Regions from separate parts of the Mus musculus genome. Here regions 2, 3 and 4 are each linked to region 1. Evidence: chromatin contacts called from public promoter capture Hi-C data. All regions are on one chromosome and are shown on one strand. Each heading gives the region's core, a stretch centred on a gene start, on an enhancer-like site or on the middle of the called end of the contact. The rest is flanking DNA. Distances are from core to core; before and after follow the strand shown.

Evidence for each region. Promoter capture Hi-C pulls out the DNA fragments that hold promoters and counts their contacts. Capture Hi-C pulls out chosen DNA fragments and counts their contacts.
Region 2: a promoter capture Hi-C map of liver shows a contact between it and region 1, with 5 times the contacts expected there. The contact joins the promoter of Ndufb6 here to the promoter of Fam219a in region 1. A contact is called at or near these places in 1 of 39 promoter capture datasets (pre-B cells), 1 of 484 Hi-C or Micro-C datasets (B cells) and 1 of 9 other capture datasets (liver).
Region 3: a contact with region 1 is called in a promoter capture Hi-C map of liver, with 3 times the contacts expected there. The contact joins the promoter of Fam214b here to the promoter of Fam219a in region 1. A contact is called at or near these places in 1 of 39 promoter capture datasets (embryonic stem cells), 1 of 484 Hi-C or Micro-C datasets (muscle stem cells), 2 of 115 datasets of contacts at active chromatin or transcription factors (embryonic stem cells and pancreatic cancer cells) and 3 of 9 other capture datasets (adipose tissue, embryonic stem cells and liver).
Region 4: a promoter capture Hi-C map of embryonic stem cells shows a contact between it and region 1, with 8 times the contacts expected there. The contact joins the promoter of Dnajb5 here to the promoter of Fam219a in region 1. A contact is called at or near these places in 6 of 39 promoter capture datasets (HPC-7-derived erythroid cells, embryonic stem cells, pre-B cells and 2 more), 2 of 484 Hi-C or Micro-C datasets (embryonic stem cells and regulatory T cells), 5 of 115 datasets of contacts at active chromatin or transcription factors (astrocytes, embryonic stem cells, epiblast stem cells and 1 more) and 2 of 9 other capture datasets (embryonic stem cells and liver).

Annotation. Positions count from the first base shown.
Region 1 is chr4:41,567,794-41,571,248 of GRCm38.p6, reverse strand. It overlaps Fam219a (family with sequence similarity 219, member A), which reads left to right and starts at 1,711. Exons shown (of 6, transcript NM_001159583.2): 1 at 1,711-2,072. The coding sequence starts at 2,013. Dnaic1 (dynein, axonemal, intermediate chain 1) reads right to left here and starts at 1,455. Exons shown (of 20, transcript NM_175138.4): 1 at 1,231-1,455. The coding sequence starts at 1,257.
Region 2 is chr4:40,277,768-40,281,231 of GRCm38.p6, reverse strand. Ndufb6 (NADH:ubiquinone oxidoreductase subunit B6) reads left to right here and starts at 1,811. Exons shown (of 4, transcript NM_001033305.3): 1 at 1,811-2,074. The coding sequence starts at 1,895.
Region 3 is chr4:43,038,720-43,041,993 of GRCm38.p6, reverse strand. It overlaps Fam214b (family with sequence similarity 214, member B), which reads left to right and starts at 1,693. Exons shown (of 9, transcript NM_001253353.1): 1 at 1,693-2,028.
Region 4 is chr4:42,948,458-42,951,792 of GRCm38.p6, reverse strand. It overlaps Dnajb5 (DnaJ heat shock protein family (Hsp40) member B5), which reads right to left and starts at 1,926. Exons shown (of 5, transcript NM_001355438.1): 1 at 1,789-1,926; 2 at 850-1,317. The coding sequence starts at 1,031.

The DNA of each region.
Region 1 (3,455 bases), core at 462-2,961:
TAAGGCACAGGGAATTTCTTGTAATTGAGGACATATTCTATGTTTTCATTGTATTCGCATAACAATTCTATCAAAACCTGAAGCATACAAAAGGGTCTGTTTTATTATATCTAACTAGCTTGACCTTGGTAATGTCAACTTAAAACAAACTGCCTATAAATTAAGGGTCTGCTGCCTTGAGCACAGAACAAGAGTTTCAAATCACAATTCCGCCTCAACATAAAACCAGGGCATGACCAATAAATACAAGGAGAGACAGCCTCTCAATGCCTACAGAGCTCTAAGACTGATCGGTTCTTCAGCTGTAGATGACACGTGTCAAAGAAGCAGAAGGCACAAAGTTGATATACAAGAACCTCTACCAAAATATGTGAAGTCTTAGATATCATGGGCACAGATTTGCTCTCCAAACCTCAATATACCTAGGCTTAAGTATAGAAAAGCATTTTGTTTGTTTGTTTGTTTGTTTGTTTGTTTTTAAAGTAGATGCTCTGCTAGACGTTAGGAAATAAAAGCAATTTCTATAGGACAGAAAGAGTCATTCTTTTATATCGCAGAATGCTCCTTGAGAACCTGAGACTAGCTTATCATGTGTGGTGATTTGGGGAGTAATTCAACTCTCCTGTGAGAAGGGATAACATATTGCCAGGTGACAGAAACATAACGTTCACAAGGCTAAGTGAATGAGGGTCTTATAAGAAGGAAACTTGTGTTGGAGGGCAGGGAACATGGTTAGAAAAAGGGTCTTTTTTTCTTCCTCTCTGACTTCTTGCTCCAAATTCCTGCACACGATCTGTTCTATTCCGTGTCTCCTGTGCAGTTCTCATGCCCCCTCTCTGAGTTCCCACATGGCAAATGTCCCCACTTACTTAGCTCTGCAGTGACCATGCTGCAGTGTTGAATAAAAAAATCCACTGGGACAAGAATGAGAGGGGAATGAGGAAGGGACTCAGTGGAGTGTTGGGAGATTAAGGGCGAAGACAAGACAAGATGGGTCTGTGAAGAGATGGAAGTAATAAGAAAAAACCAGATTCGGTTAAAAGTAAAATGACTGTGGGTTCAGGAAAATTTGGGAGAGGAGGGCAGGATTTGTGAGAAAGAACAGGAGAATCAGGTCAGTGGGAACACAAACCAGGAGTCACAAGAAAGAGAGGTTGGAGGTCAACAGGAAATAACTGGCGGTTAAGGTCAGAGGTCTTCAGAAGACAGCAGGCCACAGTAAGACATTACCTGCTTACGAATCTGTTTCGAGGGCATTGCCGCAAGAATAGAAAGCACCTCACACCCTGAAAAACCTACAAAACGCTTCCTCTCCTGGGGAGTAGTTTCTCCTTCTTGACCACACACAGGAAGTGCAGACTCTCTTCCACTTCAATTCCCAGTCACCAGGGTTCTTCGGGGACAGCTGACGTTGTGGGTCCTCGCGCCCTTGTAGAACAGCATCAGCTCCTCCCTGACGCGGTTACCCAGCAACCGACAGGCACCGGGTGCGCAGGCGCACCTAGCGCCCCCTCCGGACACGGGGAGGAGGCGGAACTTGGGCGCGCAGGGATCCTCTGGCCCCGCTAAGCCCCGCCTCCGCAGAGAAAGATAAGTCCGCCCTCCGCGCAAGGAGCTCCCGCAAGTGGGAAGGGCTGGGGCACCCAGACACCGCCTTCTCATGAATAATGCAGGATCCGGGCGGTGTCCCGGACCCGGAAGTGGAGTTGCAGAGTCACCGCAGTGGCTGAGCTGCTGACAGGAGGCGGCGGCGGAGGAGGAGGCGAGGCAAGACCTGCGGCTCCGCGGGGCTACTGCCGCGGTAGCTCTAGGCAACCCCACGGAGCTACGCCGGTCTCAGTCATCCCGCGAGCCTCTCGCCGCCTATCCATCCTTCCATCCGCCTATCCGCCCGACCGGTCCAGGGCGGCCTAGTCTGCATAATCTGCCGGGCTTCTGGGGCCGCCGCCCCGCGCGGTCCCATCGGCGTCCCTGGCCGCGCCCGGCCCCTGGCCCGCTCGCCCGCCGGCACCATGATGGAGGAGATCGACCGGTTCCAGGTGCCCACCGCGCACTCGGAGATGCAGCCGCTGGTGAGGGGGCGGGCGGCGGAGAGGCCAGGGCCGGGAGGGGCGCCGCTGGAGGGGAGGGAAGGAACTAGGCCGTGGGGATTGTGCGAGGGGGCGCCATCTGATAAGGTAGAGGGAGTCCTGAAAACGCTTTGCCGGGGGAGGGAGATTTGCAGAGCGAGAAAACCGTGGGAGATTACCAGCGGTGCGAGCGAAGGACCTGAAAGGGCGGAGGGCACGGTCAGCAGATGCAGAACGCCGTCGGATAGGACCAAGGGAGGCACTCTAGTGCACACCTCTAGTGGAGGGCAATTTAGGAGGATGTCACAGAGCATCTTTGGCAGCAAGCCCGGGGGGTCGGATGAGAAAGGCGTTTAGCTCCCCGAGGCCTGTGATGCTCAGGGCGAGGGAGGAGGCCAGCAGATCAGTCTAAGGAGGAAAGGAAATAGGCCTTTAGAAAAGGAGAGGCCTGCCCGCCGGTCCTTTAGATAAATATAGCAAAGCTGAGCAGGAACCAGGCCTTGATGGGGGCAGAGGTTCATTGCAGAACCTGGGAATTTCCTTCCTCTCGAGAGAGGAGCCCCATTTCGATCTGGGGGCATCGGGAAGGGGAAGAGTTTGCGGTGGCGAGATGGAGACTCAAGGGTGTCCATGGGAAGGTATCTCCAGGATAAGAGGTGGAGCTGTGCTGAAGTGGGCCGTGCCGACCGGTTCGGAATTCGGAAGAGCCCCTATCATCTTAGGCCTACGTGTTTGGAGTCTTTGCTGGGCGGGGATCCTGCCTCCGGTCCGTGGTCCTGGAGTCAGGCAGGAATGATGTCATCGATGCCGGCGCCGAGGGGATGGAAGGGGGAGGGCGATGCCAGTTTATGGAGGCATGGCCTAAAGAAGAAGGTGCCTCCTGGCCATTGCCCTGAGGCTACCTGACTGTCATTGCTGTCAGCATATGGGTAGGAAAGTCAGAGGCCTAGCCAGCTGGCCTAGAGAATAGAGAGGAAAGAATGTAGAGGCCATGTTCATTGCTTAACCCACCTTGGGGCCTGTGCTAGTAAGATCTAAAACGAGGCGTGATAGGCCAGGAACCAATAGGTAATGGATGCCTTGCTCTCTGCTGGAGCCAACCTGTGCTCTCCAACTCCTGAAGCTTGAGGGCTCCCCACGTCTCTTCCCTCTGTGTTAGTCAGGGTGGCCCAGAATAGCTTCTTCCCTTGGGCCTTCGGCTCCCAAACTGACAGGTAGGCTTTGTGGTTTCCTAGGTAAGGAACCCGCCTGTTACAGTAGCCAAGGTGAACCACAGTGGGAAGTATGACAATCTCCGTTTGCTGGATAATCAATTGCCGTGCAGCTGGAGACAAGTGTCTTCTACGGTTTGTGACGCTGAAACAGATGGGCTTTGTACAGTGTTAA
Region 2 (3,464 bases), core at 562-3,061, 1.3 Mb after region 1:
ATATGCTACTAAGTTCTCCTCATACCTCAACCCCTGGATAGTGATGTTGAGTAACAGGAACAGGACAAAATCAAGTTAAATCTGTGATCCCATTTATAGAAAGTTCTACAAGAACACGGACTCTTTAATAGTGATGGAAAGCAGATCAATGGTTGGTGAGAAAGCAGAGAGGGGAGGGGGAAACTGGCCACAAGGCATAGTGTACAAATTGACATGAGAAATGATTTTTTTTTTCTTACCAGATTTCAAGATAAGTTGTTTTTCAAGGCCATCCAATGGCTGGAGAGATGGCTCAGCGGTTAAGAACACCCAACTGCTCTTCCAGAGGTCTTGAATTCAAATCCCAGGAACCACATGGTGGCTCACAATGATCTATAATGGGATCCAATGCCCTCTTCTGGTGTGTCTGAAGACAGCGACAGTGTACTCATACACACAAAATAAATAAAATCTTTAAAAAAATCATCCAAAAATCAAAAACGAGATTTTTTAATAAAGTATTTTGACTTGGTTATGTGTGACGTGTTTTATATTTTAAAAATCATTCAATTCATACTTACTGATGCTGAAATGTTTTCATCTTTGACCAGAGAAACCTGCTAATCAAGTTGCTTACTGGTCTTAGAAACTTCCCCAGTTCTGGTTCGCTAGAGAGAGCCTTATAAATCATATTCTTCTCTGCTGGAGAACACTCAGGTTCCAGAAGCCCCACCATGTAGCTAGATTCTCCTAATTCAGTCTTCTGACGGAGCAGTAAGTGTTCTTAACCGCTAAGCCACCTCCAAACTCCCTAGTTCCTACTTTTGTGTCTATCCTATCTTCCCTATATAATATTGGTGGTGGTGTTTGAAGCAGTAGTTAGGTTGGGCATACTGGTGTACTTCATCTAGCTCATGAGTAGTGGAGGCAGGGGAATTCGGAGTTTAAGTCCAGTCTCCCTAAATAGCAATTTCAAAGCCAACATGAGATCTTGTCTCCAAAACCAAATACAAATAACAAAATTATTTTCATTTATTACTCTAAAATTTTCAGAGCATGTATATATATTTAGTATCACTACTACTCTCCCTGCTTTTGGATAAAAGGTAGCATACTTGGTGTAGTTGGTTTTATTTACTTATTTATTTTTTTAACTTATCAATAGATTGTAGAAGTTACTCCAGTTATGAATAGAAGGCTCATTTATGGCAGTAGCATACCAATGCTTTACAGTACTATAAGCTTTCCCACTAATCCTCTATTCTGAAATCTGGGAGGTGATTTTTCAATGTTTTGCTATTACATATCGTGTTGTGACGAATATTCGTGCACACCCCTACAAATTTTTACTGCCATACCTTTGGGATGTCTTACAAAGTGGGCCGGCAGAATCAAAGAGTGAGCGAGCCTATGGAAGCCTCCCAAATAAGGTGCTCTTTATTTCTGCAGTACAGAGAGGGAAGAAAACCGAGATAGGCGCTCAAGATTACTTAGCGGGTTACGAAAGAGGTGGGAGCCAAATTCGGACGCAAGTGTCTCTCGGTCAAGAAGAGAATTCAAGGGGGCGAGGCAGAGGTTCGCTAAACCATCGTCCTTGTTCTTCCGGTCCCCTCCCCTACAAGTTCTTTCTCTGAACCCTAGCCCCAGGACTTCTCACACTTTCCAACACCGCCCACTTAGTTCTTAACTCAGGGACCTTCCTGAGCTCATACTTAACCCAGGTTGTTAAAACCCAGGGTCCAAGAGAGGGCTTTGCGCATGAGCAGAGCCTGCTTTCCGCGAAGGAGTCGGCCCGCCCCCAGAGGCGGGGCTGGTGTGGCGTCATCACTCCGCGCCGCTTCCAGGCGCCTCAAGGTCGCTTTGCGGAGCGGGAGGGGCAGGTCAGTGACCGGTCCTGTGTAGGCTCGTCGGCAACATGTCAGGGTACACGCCGGATGAGAAGCTGCGGCTGCAGCAGCTGCGGGAGCTAAGGAGACGATGGCTGAAGGACCAGGAGCTGAGTCCCCGGGAGCCCGTGTTGCCCCCGCGCAGGATGTGGCCCCTGGAGCGATTCTGGGATAACTTTTTGCGGGACGGGGCCGTGTGGAAGAACATGGTGAGTGATGAGCCACACGGGTGTCCGGGTTCCCACCCCGGGTCGCAGCCTGGCCAAGCCTCCCAGCCCACTCCTCTCAGTTCCATCAAGGCCCAACCCTGTCCAGAGCCCGCATACCCGGGAGGGCCCCAAGGGACAATCAGTCCAGGGGCTCAGGTTTAGCGGAGACGCTGTCAGGTCGCTATTGTTCAGGGCTGGGGTCTGGAGTCCAGGAGCAGGTGGCTGTCAGGTGTACTGAGAAGTCGGGTCTTAGGTTTTACAAGACGCTCGCCGCACATGCAGTTCTTTCGAGTGTAGATACCTTTTCTCGGGTTAAACTGGTCAGAATTAACTGAGATCACAGGCTGTGATTTCAGTATTTGAGAACACTTACGCGGTGGGTAGGGTTGAGGTGCCAGAGACTGGCCAGCTGGTATAGTACAGCCCCATGGGGTCGCAACAGAAGACAGGGTTCTATTTGGTATGCTTTGTCAGACTCTAAAGCTCCCTTTCTACGCATCACTGTGTACGTTTAACACACTTTTAGTTACTTTTAAATTGCATTCCATGACCTCCAGGCAGAAAAACCGTTCACTCAAGGACTGCTTTTTATTGTAAGGATTCCAGATATTTTCTTGGAGACTGCTATTAAATCACATCAATGATGAGTAGCGAACATTGTGTGGGAATTGCTTTCAGCTCCTTCCAGTAATTGTGGTAGAAGTAGAAGTAGTAGTTGTACAAAGTCTTGGTTGGTTGGTTGGTTTCTTGAACAACAATGCCTTATGTCTTGCAGAATGGTGCTTATTCTGTCTTAGAATCTATGGATATTCTATAGGAAGCCTCAGAGTTAGTGAAAATACTGAAATTGGTAGGTCAGCCCCAATCTGTCAGGAAATATGTTCCATTTAGAAATTTGTAAAATAATTATCACACATAGTTGGTAGTGGTGGAATGTTTTTGTTTGGTTAGTTGGTTTGGTTTTTGTTCCACACACATTGAAAAATAAGGTAGCTCATGCTAGGGAGAGTAAGCAGCGCATGTTGGTAATCACAGCAGCTCCAGAGGCTGAGGCAGGAGGATAGCCGAGGATCTCTGCAGAGGGAGGCGGGCCAGCCTTGGCTAACGCTTGGGACCCTGTCTCAAGTGAGGGGTGGGGTGAGGCTGGAGAGGTGACTGCTTCAGACCACTTGGCTCTTTCAGAGGACCCAGTTTTGGTTCCCAGCATGCACATGGTGGCTCAAAACTGTCTGTAACTCTAGTTCCAGGGCATCTGATGCTTTCTTCTGTCTGAGCTCTGAGGGCGCCAGGCATACTCCTGGTACACATACATATATGCAGACAGAACACTTACATGCATAAAGTAAATAAATCTAAAAAATAAAACTGTAAAGAGCGGATGTTTGCTTAT
Region 3 (3,274 bases), core at 444-2,943, 1.5 Mb before region 1:
ATGCATGAGTGACCTGTGTTCCTTTCCCCAGGGCATACTGAGGCCTGGAACTTTTTTTTTTTTTTTCTTATCCTGACTCCTTTAGTATTCCCCCTCTGATCTTTGTAGAAAACTAAAGCTTGAAATTATAGTTAGAACAAATGAGGGCTGCCAAGAATTTTCCTAAGATGTGAGCTTTGCTAAGACAAATAGATTCTCATATTGATTCTTCACTTGTGTTTAGGGCTTTGAGACTTTTTAAAATCCTGCTGGGCAGTGGTGGCGCACGCCTTAAATCCCAGCACTTGGGAGGCAGAGGCAGGCGGATTTCTGAGTTCGAGGCCAGCCTGGTCTACAGAGTGAGTTCCAGGACAGCCAGGGCTACTCAGAGAAACCCTGTCTCGAAAACCAAAAAAATTCTGCTCCTTCGTAGCAGGGAATTCAATCTTAGGGAGCTGGGGTCTTTTTTAGGGAGTTCCTCCTACTCAGTAGAGGTAAGGAGAAAGCATACTAGAGGTCTGTTGTGTACTTGTATTAATTGTAAAACCCAGAGAGGAAGTAGGGGGGGCCCTCTTTTTACAGTCCAGTAATAAACTAATGGTCCTGGGGACTCATAGCATAGGCAAAGCATTGGCTTCTACTTCCTTTGGTTCTGCTGTTTGTTCCCTGTTTCTGTGACCGACAGGGAGAAAAGGCCTGAGTTGGTGACAACCTGTCTGACTTGCTGATAAGTTCAGAAGACAAAGTAGACAAGGCTATCCATTTTCTCAGGTTATCTCGAGAGCACTCCCTGTAAAAAGTGTCTGTGAATGCCCAGTCCTCGCAAAAATTCCGTCCTGGTTATTTACAGAGCTAAGGACAAAGGTTAGGGATGCTGACTATAATGCTGCTTAATTTGGCTGGCTCTGGGCTGGGCCCGGGGCCCTGTGACTCAGGGGGAGCTTGGTGAGTTTCGAGGGAGCTGTGAGTCATGAAGACGAACTTGGTCTCCATCTGACTTTGGGCAGAAGGCCTTCTAACTCACTTCTTAGGATGCTCTGTTTCCTCGGAGCAGAGGCCTGTCAGCAAAGAGTGCTCCAAAGCCTGGTCTCGGAAGGGTTTTGAGAGTCCCTGAAATGTCAGCCTCCTGGGGTCTCTAACAAAGACAAAAAGGGGGTGGGAGAGGATGCCATCTTTCAGTATGGATAGAAATAAGGTACGACTGTAGTAGGTCTTTTTTTCCTGCTCTTGTAGAAAGCTTACTCGATAGCAACCCTTTTACCTGGAGCTGTTTCGGGATGTGGGGGCGAATGGGCTTGGGGATATGTAGGGTTGGGTTTGGTGTGACTTGGAGATTGTTGAGATTTATCTGTGAACACACTGGAGCTTCATATTAATTTACTTCAGAACAGGAAGTGTGGAGGAGAAAGGTTTGTTGAGCCCTGAGAGAATGAAGTCTGAATGGGGTTAAATGACAGGGCAGAGAATTGCTTAGGACTTGGACAGAAAAAGGGTTAAGGAGGTGGGCGGAGCGACATTGGGTAGGCCTGCCCTTATGTGGACCAATAGGCGTGCGCTCCTTGAAGAGGGCGTGACTCACGCTTGAGGTTGCTGAGAGGCTGGCCTCCACTGGGCCAATGAACATAGTTGTTGCCCATAGAGGGTGTGGTCTGAGGGGGGCGTGGCAGCCGTGGTCGCAGTGCTGGGGGTGGCTGGGCGCTGGGCGGGGCGGGCGGCCCCATCAGCTGGTAGGAAATGGCCTGTGAGTCAGAGGGGCAGCTGAGTCTGCGGCGCGGAGCCGGGGCGGCCCCGGGGAGGGACCGTCGCAGGGAGGGGTGCAACAGCAGCTAGAGGGGCTGCGGACGCCAGAGCCCGCTAGTGTTGCACACGAAGCTGATCAGGGAAGGGCCAAGCAGAGCAAGGCTCTCAGCCTAAGCCACCCTTTGTCTGGGTTGGGGGCCCGTAGTAGGGGGGACTGGTTATCCGAGGGGAGGGACCGGGACGGGGACGGGACCGGGACGGAAGGGCCCGGAGCAGCGGCCACCGCGGCGGAGCCAATTTGGGAGCGGGGTGAGTGTGTACTAGGTGGAAGGATCAGATCTCCAAAACCTCTGCAGGGTATGGGGCCTGTCCCAGACTGTGAAGAAGGGATGAGAACCGACCTGGGAGGCTAAGCAGGGGGTGGGAGGAATCGTCCAGAACAAGGAGTCCAGGAGTCAAGGTGAGTCTCCCCGTCTGAGTTTGGAGGGGTTTCTGAGGTCTGCTCCCTCTCTATTAAAGGTGAAGGGCTCTAGGCCAGAGTGAGAGCGAGTGTGAAAGCAGAGATTAACCTTTCTACTCAGAACAGTGGTCTTGGGAACAGTCACCCTAGCGTGTGTAGACTTGTGTGAGGACAAAATGTACAGCAGTGAGCAGCAGGACTCTGCCCAGGATAAGAGTGGAAAACACATGGGTAGGAATTCTTACCCTAACCTTCCTTAGGGTAAAAATGGGTGTCTTGAGAGTGAAGGGAAGGATAGAATGAGCCTAGGTGTTCTTCTTGTACCACAACCTCTCCCACCTCCCAGGTCTAACAAGTATCTGAGGGTACAGACCTCATGGTATTCTGGGACTTGTTGTTTTTGCTGGCCTTGCTCTCGGCATGTTGGGAGCTGTAGTCCTTGGCAGCCACAGTCTGGCACAGCTGTTTAATGCCAGCTGCTGCCCATCCCCAGCATGGAGGGCGAGGTTTGGCTTATACTGGCTTGTCCCTTCTCCCGGCAGTCCTACCCCATGAGTCAGCTTGAAGCTGGGTGGCAGAGGAGTGAGTCTTCGAGCGTCTCTGGGCAGGGAGGGAACTAATAGGACTCTGGATTAATGAGCAGATGCCAGCATGCTGGGGTCAAGTAGGGCATCATGTCATCACCTGGCTTCCTCGAGGCAAGGGCTCAGGAGGGCAACTGAGATGACCTGGAAATTGGGGTGCTCAGGAAAACGCCCTTCTTGAACTTTAAAGCTTGGGTGGAGACTAGGAGGGGAAGAAAGGAGAACAGGTCATACTCTCACGACACTGCTACTACTGGCGTTCTCCGCTTTCTAGCCATCTCACCCACATGAAGGACTGGAATGTTCTTAGGGTCTCATTCGGAAGGGGGCCTGGTGAAATGGCAAGGTGTGGTCTGAAAGGAAGGCAATGGCTGATGTAGGAGAGTCCCTACGTGTAAATGTCCCCCCTCTCTCCGTCTCCTGCCACCACATGAACTGCTGCAGTTCCCCATGTACAATTAATCTCTCCACTCTTCACCCATACAGTGTGTCTCTACACTGTCAGGCTGCT
Region 4 (3,335 bases), core at 677-3,176, 1.4 Mb before region 1:
TGGGGGAGGCAGAGAAGAAAGATCATCTGGAGGAGGGCAGCCATTTTCGGAAACGGCATTAAAAGCAGTCTGAGAGGGAGATGGGTGGTCTGCCATCTTTGCCTCAGCCCACACTTTCTCTCCCCCAGGACAGGAAGAAACCTAGAACAGCAGCAACAGGGTGCCCAGGGAACTCCAGCGGCTTCCAGGCAGAGGGCAGTGACCCAGCTTACCAGCCCACCCACCGTTTGTAGTCCTTCAATATCTCTTCCCCACCACAGCCAGCTTCCTCTCCGGCACCCACCTGCTAGCTGCTCTAGACCCATAATTCTCTTGCCTCTACAGACACAGGGCAAACTCTCAGGACCTGCCTCCTTTCCCTCCTTCTTTCCACCCTCCTTCCCTCTCCCTCCCCACAAGCCACGTGGTAGGATGACAAAGGAGCCCCAAGGCATGGCTCTGCCTTTGATGAAGAATGAGTATGTCAAGGTAGAGCTAGGGATGAAAGAAAAAATGAGGACAGATAGCAAGAGGGACCATCAAGTACAGGGAGGAGACAGGGTCTGACGGACAGGGATGAGAGATGACAAAAGGAAAAGGCTGAAGTGGACCACACGTTACTGATGGGTTGGGAGGGAGAACCTAAGAGCTGAAATATTGGAGATATTCGTGGAAACATGAGTTTGAGAGAGAGATGAATGACATGGGGTACAATTCATTCAAAAGTACAGGTGAGGTCAAGGGGACTCATGCACATACCGGGGGGAGATGAGGATGACAGGGAGGAAGGAAGGAGGCAATGCAGGGAATGGCTGATGTGGAGAATCTGACTTGGCATGGGTATGAGCGCCCTTCTCAGGAGGGACTTACCGAAACTTTACAAACCCATTCAGCGTCCACGCTCGAAGTTTTAAGGGCTCCAGCTGAATTTTAAACATCAAGCTGGCTAAGAAGTCTTCTCCCCAGAAGTGTGGGAAGCTCCGGAAAGCTCCTCGAGCCTGCAGTGGGGGTGCTGCTGGGGGTGGGCAGGACAGCACTGTGCGCTTAAACATGCCCAGCCAAGCCCCTCACCTCTGATCGCTCCACCGGAGCCTGCTTGGGACGCTGTAGCTCTGGAAGCCACCTCCTCAGATTCCCAGAGGCCGTGACCCAGCAAGGCCTGTATCGTGCCCAGGGAGCTGGACCCGGTCCCCAGGTGTAGAGTGCAGAGAGAGGATCCAGTGGCCACCTGCTCTCAGGTGCAGCAGTGTCTGGCTGAATGATGTGAGCGCCTGTTCGGCTGTGTGACAGTGAGGCTGGCAGTGACAGTGTGTAGTTGTTGAGTGGCAGCGTGTGTACCTGTGACAGGTGTGATAGTGAGGGCCTGAGAGTCAGTGAGCTCCTCTCGCCTCTCTGGGGAGGACCCAAGCCCAATCCCCAAGAACCTACTCAATGAAGTCACTGACGGGGAGTCTCCTCCCCCGCAGATGGGCGGGGAGGGGCGGGGCAGAGCCGAGCCTGGCCCGGACAAAAGGCGCGGCAGGGAGAGGAAGGAAGGGGGTTCGCGCGGGGGAGGGGGGTCGGTGATGTCACCCCAGCTGGCTGGCTGGCCTGCTCAGAAACGCCTCCGCCCGGCGCAACCCAATCCGACCCGACCCAACCCGACCCTTGTCGCAGATACCCAGCACCTGGCAGACCCCGAGCTCCCAGGCCCCTCACCCCTACGACAGAGGAGACTATGGGCCCACGGTGTCCCAACCCCCCATACCAGGACCTCTCTTCTCGACGCCCCACTCCCGGGACCCCCGAGTCCTCGCTCAGCGCCCTCACCGGTGAGGAGCTGCGGGCGCCGCCGCGGTCCTTCTATCAGCCGCTGCCCCCTCCCCCGGCTCCGGCTCCGCCGCCTCCACTCGGGACAGGAGTCGCCTGCCCGCCGGCCGCAGACAGCGGGACCGGGAGCCCGCCCCCACGGCTCCGCCTCCGCGCTTCCCATTGCCCGGTCTATCCGTCACTCAGCTCAGACTCTTCTGTGATTGGATACCTCTCAACGAGCGTCCGGGTGATAGCCACCTCTTCTCCGCCCCTGTCACCCGGCCACACGCGCACACATTCCGGGCAGTGATTGGTGTGGGTGTGATTGGTGCCCTCTGGGATCAATCAACCACACCTCTTCTCCATCTCGTCGTGTTATTGGTGAAAAGAACATAGGGAGGCAACTCCAGGCGCCCTTTGATTTTATTGGCTGGTCCCTGTGATTTCGACCCAAGCCAGTGTGGGCAACTATATTAGTCCAGTCTCCAGTATGAGAAGGTGAGACATTCTAGCCACCGCCTGAGTCCAGGGAGAACCTTCTGGAACGAGTGCAACCTCAAAGACAACCTATTAGGAAAGCTGCACTCATCAGTTGTTGGTGACACCAGGCATTCTTTCGAGTCGAAGGAGAGGCAAAGGCTCTGGATCAGTATCCAAAGCTCATCCCTTCTTACTCGTCTTCTATCAGATTGTGATCCAACTTGACCTGGCCTGGTTTAGCTTTCCCTTGTCTTGACCTGGGATTGACCTGCCATGGTTTAACTGTAACACAAAACAGAGCCGGATAGAGCTGAGATTCTAAGTGCCCCTGTGATTATCCTCTGCGCTAGTAACTGGTAACACCTTCCTGAGTCTCTGTCCAGATGCCCTCCATCTTCAGTCCTTTCACAGCGGCTCGCTTAGGAGCAGTGGCTTCTCAGCCACTTGGAGTCCACAGTGTCCAGTTCAACCTCGTTATAAACTAACCTTCCATCTTCTCCTCGCTGCCCGCCCCCCCCCCCCGTCCTTTTTCTTACCCCCTGTGATACCTGGTCTTCCCTCACACCAAATTTCTGCCCTGTTCTGTATCTTTTTACTTCCCCCTCCATCTCCCGCCTTTTGTCTTAATTCTTAATTCAATTCCCTGCTTCCATAGTCTGCAATCTCATAGCTCATAGTTCCCCCTTTAATCTTTTACCTCAGCTTTTCATGATCCTCTTTCTTAGCACCCTCATGCACTGTCATCTCTGGCCCCCCAGCCCCCTAGTAAATCATTAAATCTCAGCCCCAGTGTCCCCGATACTCGGAGCAGGCGGGCCTGCGGAGGCGGTCGCCAGCGGAAGCCGCCGCTCCAGCAGACACCGAGCTTGGCGCCCACGTTACTGTCTCCCAGGCCCATCTGTGCTGGAGGGAGCGGGGGGGGGGGGTGGATGGGGGTAATCTGGGGGTGAAGAGGGGGAGGGGGTTCTTGGGAGATTTGGTGACAAAGGCTTGAGAAAATTCTCTCACCTTATTCTTCGCCAGTTCTCAGGACCGGATTTAGATATCTATGAGGCCATGAAGAGCAGTTGGAACTGTAAACTGAG